2 separate regions of the Mus musculus genome follow, and region 1 is linked to region 2. Evidence: chromatin contacts called from public promoter capture Hi-C data. All regions are on one chromosome and are shown on one strand. Each heading gives the region's core, a stretch centred on a gene start, on an enhancer-like site or on the middle of the called end of the contact. The rest is flanking DNA. Distances are from core to core; before and after follow the strand shown. Region 1 holds the start of Akr1c13 (aldo-keto reductase family 1, member C13). Region 2 holds the start of Akr1c14 (aldo-keto reductase family 1, member C14).

Region 1 (4,345 bases), core at 569-3,068, 130 kb before region 2:
AGACTCGGTGAGACACTGGGTTCACACAGATAAAGCATGAGCATTGGAGGGCAGCTTTGACCTCTTACTTCCTCAGACATTGTTCACAACACACAAAGACACATACAATCATACAATACTTACAAAGGGTTGAAAAAGTAAATGAGAGTAGCTTTTTCATTGTCCTAAGAATCTCTACAGTTATCTTTTCACGATAAAAGACAGTGATTAAGTTCTGGCTTCTACCACCTTATCTGGAAACGAGCCCTGCCTTATCCAAGAGTAAGGACACCGTGAGTTATCAAAGCTGAGGCTCCAGTAGTGGCCTTGACCTATTCTTGATATTGTGCAACTTTGCAAAAGTAACAAATCCTGTGTAGATCTCCAGATTTCTCTGGAGTCTAACAGGAAGGAGATGGACACATTTGAAGTCAAGGGAAGAGATCCTTTGCCACACATTTAAAAGGTATCAGGAGGAATAGAAAACAAGAAAGTCCCTCCAGGTTTGCAAACAGTCCACTTGATGTTTTTTGTTCTGAGGACAACCATGTTCTAAATCCAAAATACACTAATGAATACCAATAACTCACATTTATCTTTACTAGGTCCTCTTTCTCCCCATCATAATGATTCACTATAAAATTCCAGAAAGTTTTCCACAGTTGAGAGTTATACATGGGAGATCTCACTTAGTTCTGGTAAACATCCACTGTGAGATGCTGATGGCTACCCTGAAACAAAACCAAAGTATTTGCAAATATTTGTTTCATGCCTTAGTCTCCGACATTGGTTCCCAACCTTCCTAATGCTGCAACACTTTAATTCATTGCCTCATGCTGTGGTGATCCCCAGACATAAAATGAGTTTGGGGTTCCAACCCACAGATTTGAGAACATACAGGAAGCCACCCTGAATGTTCATTTCCGGCATTTTGCCTTTTTGCAATGAAAAATTATGTTGTAGGTTATGGACATAAAGAGAACTCCCCTCCCACACTGCAACCAAGAAAGCTGATAGGCAATCTGGTGACTTTCTTCTCCTCTATCAATCTTTGAAGCATGGATACAAGAAAAGCATAGTGCCCAGAATTGTTAGGTCATGGGTCTGTCCCTTTAAGCCTGGAGCTCACAGCCAAGTTCACTCTTAGAGCTGGAAGGTCCCAAATGGGAACAGTAGATTCACAGACATGCCTAGGCCAGAAAAGTAAATCCAAGGGGAAATACAAACAAAAATAAAAATAAAAACAAAAACAAAAACAAAAAGAGTCAAATCCTACCAAGACCAGATTCCCAGTCAGACAGTAAAAATAACAAGGAAGATAAACTTTCTCCCTGTCCCTGAATTCGCTTGCTGAGTTATAGTAAATGTTCTAGTGCTACTGAGACATGTACCCTATAGCTTCATTATATGCTGCACTAACACCTACCACAGGAGAAAATGTCTTTAGAGTTTGCCCCCCTTTGTTCCCCTTCAGCATGCCTCCCTACTGATTCACCAGGAACAGGGGTCTTCCTCAGAGAAAAGCAAGCATGAATATAGCTAGGTCTCCCAACCACAGCCACCAATTTCAAGTGCTGCTGTAACCTCTATTTATCAAGAACAATCAGCAAGCAGGGGATACACAATCAGACCCTGATGCAGGGCAAACCTAACTTTCTGTTCTCTTGTACACGGATTAGCTCTAGCCTGAGATACTGACAATCCTGTATTCTTACCTCCTTGGGTTTATAGGTGCCAAAGCCCAGGGCAGGAATTAAGTGGCCATCATTTAGTTTGACACAGTGCTGTTTGGAGCTCATTGTCTCTCACTCCCCTGGCTAAGCACTTCCTGAGTATTCTGTTGCCCTGAAGCGGAAGTGGGTAAACATCGTCTATCAACTTCCTGTCTAATGGTTAACAAGGGACACTCCCTTTCTGGCAGTTAGCCATGCCTACTCACTGGCTAATGTTTAACTATCTGCTATCCAGCTAATGATTAATCAGTGCTACTGTCTGGCTAATGGTTAACAGTACTGTTGTGTGCCTACTGTTTTAAATACTACTATTGTCTGTCTAATGGACACCAACACAAGGGAGGAGTCAGAAATTTAAAGCAGTATTCCACAAATAAGAACGCAAGCCACTCATTTTCATATAAAGGATAAATTTCAAATAAAGTACTATATAAGATAAAGTACGTGTTTACTGTGGTTTTTCTCTTCTTTATCTCATATATTAAATACTATTAAAGAAGAGATTGGTTGAACAATTATAATACTGAAGATACTTATTTTCATTTGGCCATTATGAAGCCTCTACTTGAACATGCATCACTGAAAATCATGAGTTACTGCATGCCCTGTAAACATAAAGAAAAAAGAAGCCACACTTGAGCACTTAAAGTGATAGGGGCATCAAACCACCCAAAAAACTTTGACTCAAAATTTTCCCTGTCTACAAGAAATGCAAAGATAAGATGGAGCAGAAACTGAGGGAATGGCCAAGGAATATCCAGCTCAACTTGATTCCCATCCCATGGGCAAGTATCAGTCCCTGAAAGATGTTATGTTATGGTTGCAGACAGGAAGGAAGCTAGCATAACTGTCCTCTGAAAGGCTCCATCCAGCATCAGACTAAAACAGGTGCAGAGGCCCACAGCCAAACTTTGGATGGAGCTCAGGGACTCTTATGGAAGAGTTGAGGGAAGGATTGAGAGTCCTGAAGAGGGTAGAAACCCTATAAGAAGACCAAGAGAGTCAGCTAAACTGGATACTTGGGGGCTCTCAGAGACTGAACTATCAACTAAAGAGCATACTCAGACTCAACCTAGCACACACACACACACACACACACACACACACACACACATAGTAGAAGTACAGCTTGTGTCTCATGTGGGTCCCAATAACTGGAACGGGAATGTTCCTTAAAACTGTTGCCTGTGTAGTCTGTTTCCCTATCTGGGCTACCTTGTCTGGCCTCCTGGGAGAGAATACATCTAGCAATGCAGAAACTTGATGTGCCAGAGGTAGGGGGATACCCAGGATACCGCCACCCTCTCAGAAGAGAATGGGAGGGGTAGAGACAGTATAAAAGGGGGAGCAGGTGGGTAGTGATCAGGATATAAAGTGAATAAATAATTAATGGAAAAATAGTTCATGAACTGAATTTAGTCTTCTCAGAATTTTTTTAAAAACAAAGATATCAACAACTAAAACTGAAATTTTTTATTAATCATTCCATTCATTTACATCTCAAATGATATCTCACTTCCCAGCTACCCCTCCACAAAACCCCCCATCCCACATCAACCCTCTCCTCCCCCCCTTTGCCTCCATGAGGGTGCTCTCCCACCCACCCTCTCCCACCCTACAGATTCAGCAACTCCCTGTGCTGGGCCTTCAAACCTCCTTGAGACCAAGGTCCTCCCCTCCCACTGCTGTCAGGCAAGTCCATCCTCTACTACATATGTATCTGGAGTCATAGATCCCTCCCTGTACATTCCTTGGTTGGTGGTCTAGCCTCTGGGAACACTGGATAGTCCAGCCAGCCTATGTTGTTTTTCCTATGGGGTTGCAATCCCCCCTGCTCCTCCAGTCCTTCTGTCAGGTTCCTCACGGGGTCCCTAAATTGTCTGATGGTTGGCTCCGAGCATTACATCTGCACTGGTCAGTTGTAGGCCAGACCTCCCAAGGAGCAGCCATACCAGGTTCCTGTCAGCAAGTGGCCGCAGCAACAGTGTAGGGTTTGGTGTCTTCTTTTTGAAATTACTCACTGTAAATTTTTTCATGTATTTTTCTATTATCATTTTCACAAGTGTAACCCTGAAATATAGTAAAGGAGACAGCATGGAATAGTGCTTAGTGGTTGATAAAGAACTGGCAGTTACTGGATTTTTGTTTTCTGCAATATGTAACATGACTTAAAAACTACTATAACATTCACTTCTTAGATCAGTTTGCAACATTTGTTTCAAATAAGTACTTGTGTATATATGCTGGGTGTACCAGAAGAATGTGTCTAATCACTTGGGGGTATAATGACCAGCATTCATGTGAGTCCTAGGTGTATCCTATGGGTGCTAGGATACAAACACTGCTCCCAAGACTTCATAGCAACCACTCTTAACCACTGTACCATTTCTCCAGTCCCTGATTTTAGAACTATAAATAATATGTTAAAATGCAGATCAATAGCTTATGTCCTTGTTCAACATTCATAAAAGGACTAAATTGAAAATAATCAAGTTACTATGAGATTTAGAGTAGGGGAATAAATTTAGTAAAGTATTGATGAGATAGATATTTTTTTTCCATTAAACCTAAAATACATAGATTTCCACTAAAGCAAAACATATGGGACTAGACTACGTGATAATTTTAAATGT
Region 2 (4,549 bases), core at 567-3,066:
TGGCAAATGTCATAAGGAAATACCTATTTACATAAATATTTGTTCTGGTTCTATTGTGAGAGAAAACATCTTAGGAATAAAGCACACATTATCTTACTGGATAAAATTGTCTCTAATACTCTTGGGTTTGGTGAGGCAGTTTTAACTTCACCATCGCTTTTTGTTGTTGAAATTGTTGTTTTCAGTTCAAAGTAAAAATTCAGTACTTAGATATTGTTCTATATGCCTAATTTACATGTATGTTCCATAACTTTAAGAAATTTGACTTGTGGAAAGTAAAACAAAAATGAGTCTGCTTTAAATACTACCTGGATCTGATTCATCTTACCAACAAAGACAATAACAAGAATGAAGATGAGTTATAAAATTTTTCTAATTTTTCTATTTTTGTTATTTGTGCACATGCACATGAGAGAGAGAGAGAGAGAGAGAGAGAGAGCATGTTTTTGTGTGTGATCTGAATATCTAAGGAAGTCCTGTGTGTACCTTTTCTCTTCTGCCCTGTGAGCCCAGGGACCAATCAGACTCAATTCATCAAAGGCCCGACAAAATGTTTCAGGAATTGTTTTCTCTAATGTATTCAATCTACGTAAAATAGTATAATTTAGTTTTCCATTTAAAAACACTATTTTATCTTAAGTGTTTTGCCAGCCTGCATGTCTATGTTGCCTGGTGTCAGCAGAGACAAGAAGAGGATTTTGAATCTCCTGGACCTGGAATTACAGACAGTTGTAAGCCACCATGAGGGTGCCAGGACTTGAACCTAGTTCCTCTGCCACAGGAGCCAGTGCTCTTAACCACTGAGCTCAAACACTGAGTTCCAGTTTACACAACGCAGCCCTGCCCTTCTCTAAACTGTACTGACTCCTACAGATTTACTGAAACTAGAGCTGCTGTGATATCTTTGCTCCTTACCTCTCTTTCAAGCATGCATGCTAAGTAAAAATTCTTATCAGAAGAGGTCAAAGTATCTCTATGATCATGTCTTCTGCATGAGAAAATTGCGACTTAAGCTTGCAGTGCCAGTCTTTGCCACGCACTGAGTAAGTAACCAGAGGATGAGATCAGAATGAAAACATTTCCCCAGGAAAACCTCCTGTTGTATTTTGATTCAAATGTCATGAATGGGATCATGGAGCAAGGATTTAGAGTTGCTTTGTTAAATTATAATTAACCCCAAAAATAGTGTTCTATTTTCTTTTTAGGTAAATGCTTCTAAAGTGAAAGTAGGAAAGAAATTCTACTTCAGTGCAGGTCTGAAGTTTGTGCTGTGGACTCAGACTCTGCTCTTTGTCTGATCATTTGTCATAAACTCCAATAAGTTCTACTACAAATTTGTTTTCTGGCTTCTGAGAGGAATAGTTATTTGAAGCACAGAAAGAAAAAAAAATCCATGTCACTAATCCTTTTGTAATCAATTCAAAGCACAGCAGTAGTACTGATTGGTTTTCATTTACTGTAAAATAGACTGAAACTAAAGGAGAAACAGAGCAGAGCCCAGAATAAACAATATTGTCCACATGATAAGTCTCCAAGGAACAGTAACAAGTCTGACTCCTCTATTACACATGAATAGCTGTAATCTGCAGACCTGATGTCTAATGTGAGCCTGAAGCAAACAGGAGCAAATCTAAAAGCACATCCTTGATCTCTTCTCCTATAAACTCTTAAGCCCAAGACACAACTCTTACCTTATCGGGCACAGTGGTTCCAAACCCCAGTGCAGGGATGAAGTGACCATCGTTTAGTACCACACGTGGGGATACAGAATTCATAGCTTGTTACTCATGCAACCACGCAGGTCTTGAGACTTCTGTTTTCACAGGATAAACGCCAGGAAAATTGCTACAGCTCCTTAAATATCTCCTGGAAAGTTAAACAATGGCATGTGGGAGGAGCCAGCTTAAAGCAATAGTCCAGAGACAAAAACTGGAGGCTGTCTGCATGTGTATGAGAGTGAACTCCAATAAATCAAGAAAGCATGAAAATGAAACCATGAATTTCTTGTAGAAGAAAAGGTTCTGTTCACAGTCCATGCTTAATTGTGTAAATTGTTAAGGGGAAACTGATGGACAGCAATCAATCACAGGTTACCTAGAAAGTAACTTCAGCTACTGGGCTCTGGTTTTCATTTGAAAAGAGTATCTCTTCTTTACTTTCTAAACAGTAAAAGTCTCATTGTGACATTTCCACCCAGACACAATGTTTCTTGATCAAGCTTACCCACTGCCCCTCCTGTTCCCTCTCTGGCCCCCTAAATAGTCTCTTCTCCTTTTATGTCTTTTTTCAAAAACCAAACACCATCTGTGGGGAACACACAAGCTATTTGCCTTTCTGAGTTGGGGATTTTATGTTTAACAAGATGATTTTCACCTAGTCCATTCGTTTTGGTGCAAATGATATGATTTTGTCTGTCCTAAATAAAGCTCTGTTGCAGGAAATATTTAAAAAATGAACTGGCACGTTCCTACTCTTGTGCCTCTGCCCCAGCGGCCTGGCTGACCATGCACTGGTGGGCAACAGCCAGCCTGTTTCTATCTTGTGGAGACTGACTCAAAACTCCACAATCTCTCCACCCAGCTCTCGGGTTCCCACTGGCAGTTGCTACCACGCCAACCCCGTGCTTCAAATCCCCCATGCCTTTGTGGTGCACATCTGGCAATCCCATGCTTTGCCACCATACCTTTCTTGAACCCATATGAGCCACCGAGTGAAGGAAAACGCAACACAAACTCAGTTCAGAAACAATGGTAACTCAATCTCTGGGTGCAACAACTAAAACCTAATCTTGTAAACTAGCCAGCCTGGTTTACAGAGTGAGTTCCAGGACAGCCAAGGCTACACAGAGAAACCCTGTCTCGAAAAACTAAAAAAAAAAAAAAAAAAAAAAAAAAAAGTAAAATCCAATTACTGGCTGAGATAAGAGCACTGACTGTTCTTCAGAAGGCTCAGTGTTAAAATCACAGCAACCACATGGTGGCTCACAACCACCTGTAACGAGATCTGATGCCCTCTTCTGGTGCACCTGAAGACAGCTACACTGTACTTATTTATAATAATAAATACATTTTTTTTTTAAAAAATCCAATTCCTTGCAAATTTGCCATGATACCAGAAACTCTAGCAACTACATCTTACCTGTCTGCTGTCCCATTCCAAAGAGGGTCTAACTCTCTCCTGCCACCTATTTTTGTCCATCCAACCCAGAAGTCCCTCCTACTTGCCCAGTGATTGGCTCCTTTATTCATTAGGAGACTGGTTCACAAGAAGCCACCTGAGCTTGAGACTCATTCCTCATTCCAGGCAGCCTCTCCCAGGAGAGCAGAATTAACATAAAATACAAGCAGCACAGAGCCATCCACAGCAAAACACTATCTTAAATAGATACCACACATGGCTTTACCCATTTCTCCATTGATTGGCACCTAGACTGATTCCATATCTTGGACATGGTGAATAGCACTTTTAAGACGCCCCGATGAATACTATAGTGGAAGTATAGTATAATAGTGCCCCAGGGAGTGGCACTATTAGAAGGTGTTGGAGAAGGCCCTGTTGGAGTAGGTGTGTTCCTGTTGGAGTAGGTGTGTCCCTGTTGGAGTAGGTGTGTCACTATGAACATGAACTTTAAGACCCTCATCCTAGCTGCCTAGAAGTCAGTATTCTGCTAGTAGTCTTCAGATGAAGATGGAGAACTCTCAGCAACTCCTGAACCATGCCTGCCTGGATGCTGCCATGTTCCCACCTTGATTATAATGGACTGAACCTCTGAACCTGTAAGTCAACCCCAATTAAATGTTGTCCTTTATAAGAGGTGCCATGGTCATGGTATCTGTTCACAGCAGTAAACCCCTAACTAAGACATATAGATGCTATTACTATACTGACTTTGATTCTCTTGAATCTATACGCGGAGCAGAATAGCTGGACCAAAAGAAAATTCTATGTTTTAGTTTTCTGAACCTAAGTTCATGCTGATTTCCATAATGGCTGAAGTAATTTACATTCTTACTAGCCATGTTGAAGGGCCCCACCATCTCCTTTCCTCAAACAATATTTGTTGGTTCTTGTTTTTCTTGATGTCAGCCATGTGATTGGTAGGACAGAATCTCTAGCTTTGATTAGCATTTTGTGTTGTTGTGGGCTGGAGAAATGGCTCAGTTGGTTAAGAGCACTGACTGCTCTTCCAGAGGTCAATGAAAACCATTTTTAATATTTGAGTTCAATTCCTAGCAATCACATGGTAGCTTGCAACCATCTGTAATGGGATCTGATGCCCTCTTCTGGTGTATGCCTGAAGACACCTACAGTGTACTCATATAAATAAAATAAATAAATCTTTAAAAAAAAAATGTGTCGTTGTTGTCCTTGTTGTTGTTGTTGTTGTTGTTGTTGTTAACATATCTGTGCCAAGACAGGCATATGGAAGTCAAAGGACAGCTCTGTAGAGTCAGTTCTTTCCTTCCACTTTCCGGAAATTGAACTCAAGTTCTCAAGTTTGCATGACAAGCTCCTCTACCCACTGAGTCCTCCTATTAGCCGCACTTCA

What was found. Promoter capture Hi-C pulls out the DNA fragments that hold promoters and counts their contacts.
Region 1: a promoter capture Hi-C map of liver shows a contact between it and region 2, with 2.3 times the contacts expected there. The contact joins the promoter of Akr1c13 here to the promoter of Akr1c14 in region 2. A contact is called at or near these places in 2 of 39 promoter capture datasets (both in liver).

Annotation. Positions count from the first base shown.
Region 1 is chr13:4,188,660-4,193,004 of GRCm38.p6, reverse strand. It overlaps Akr1c13 (aldo-keto reductase family 1, member C13), which reads right to left and starts at 1,818. Exons shown (of 9, transcript NM_013778.2): 1 at 1,695-1,818. The coding sequence starts at 1,778.
Region 2 is chr13:4,056,858-4,061,406 of GRCm38.p6, reverse strand. It overlaps Akr1c14 (aldo-keto reductase family 1, member C14), which reads right to left and starts at 1,816. Exons shown (of 9, transcript NM_134072.2): 1 at 1,692-1,816. The coding sequence starts at 1,775.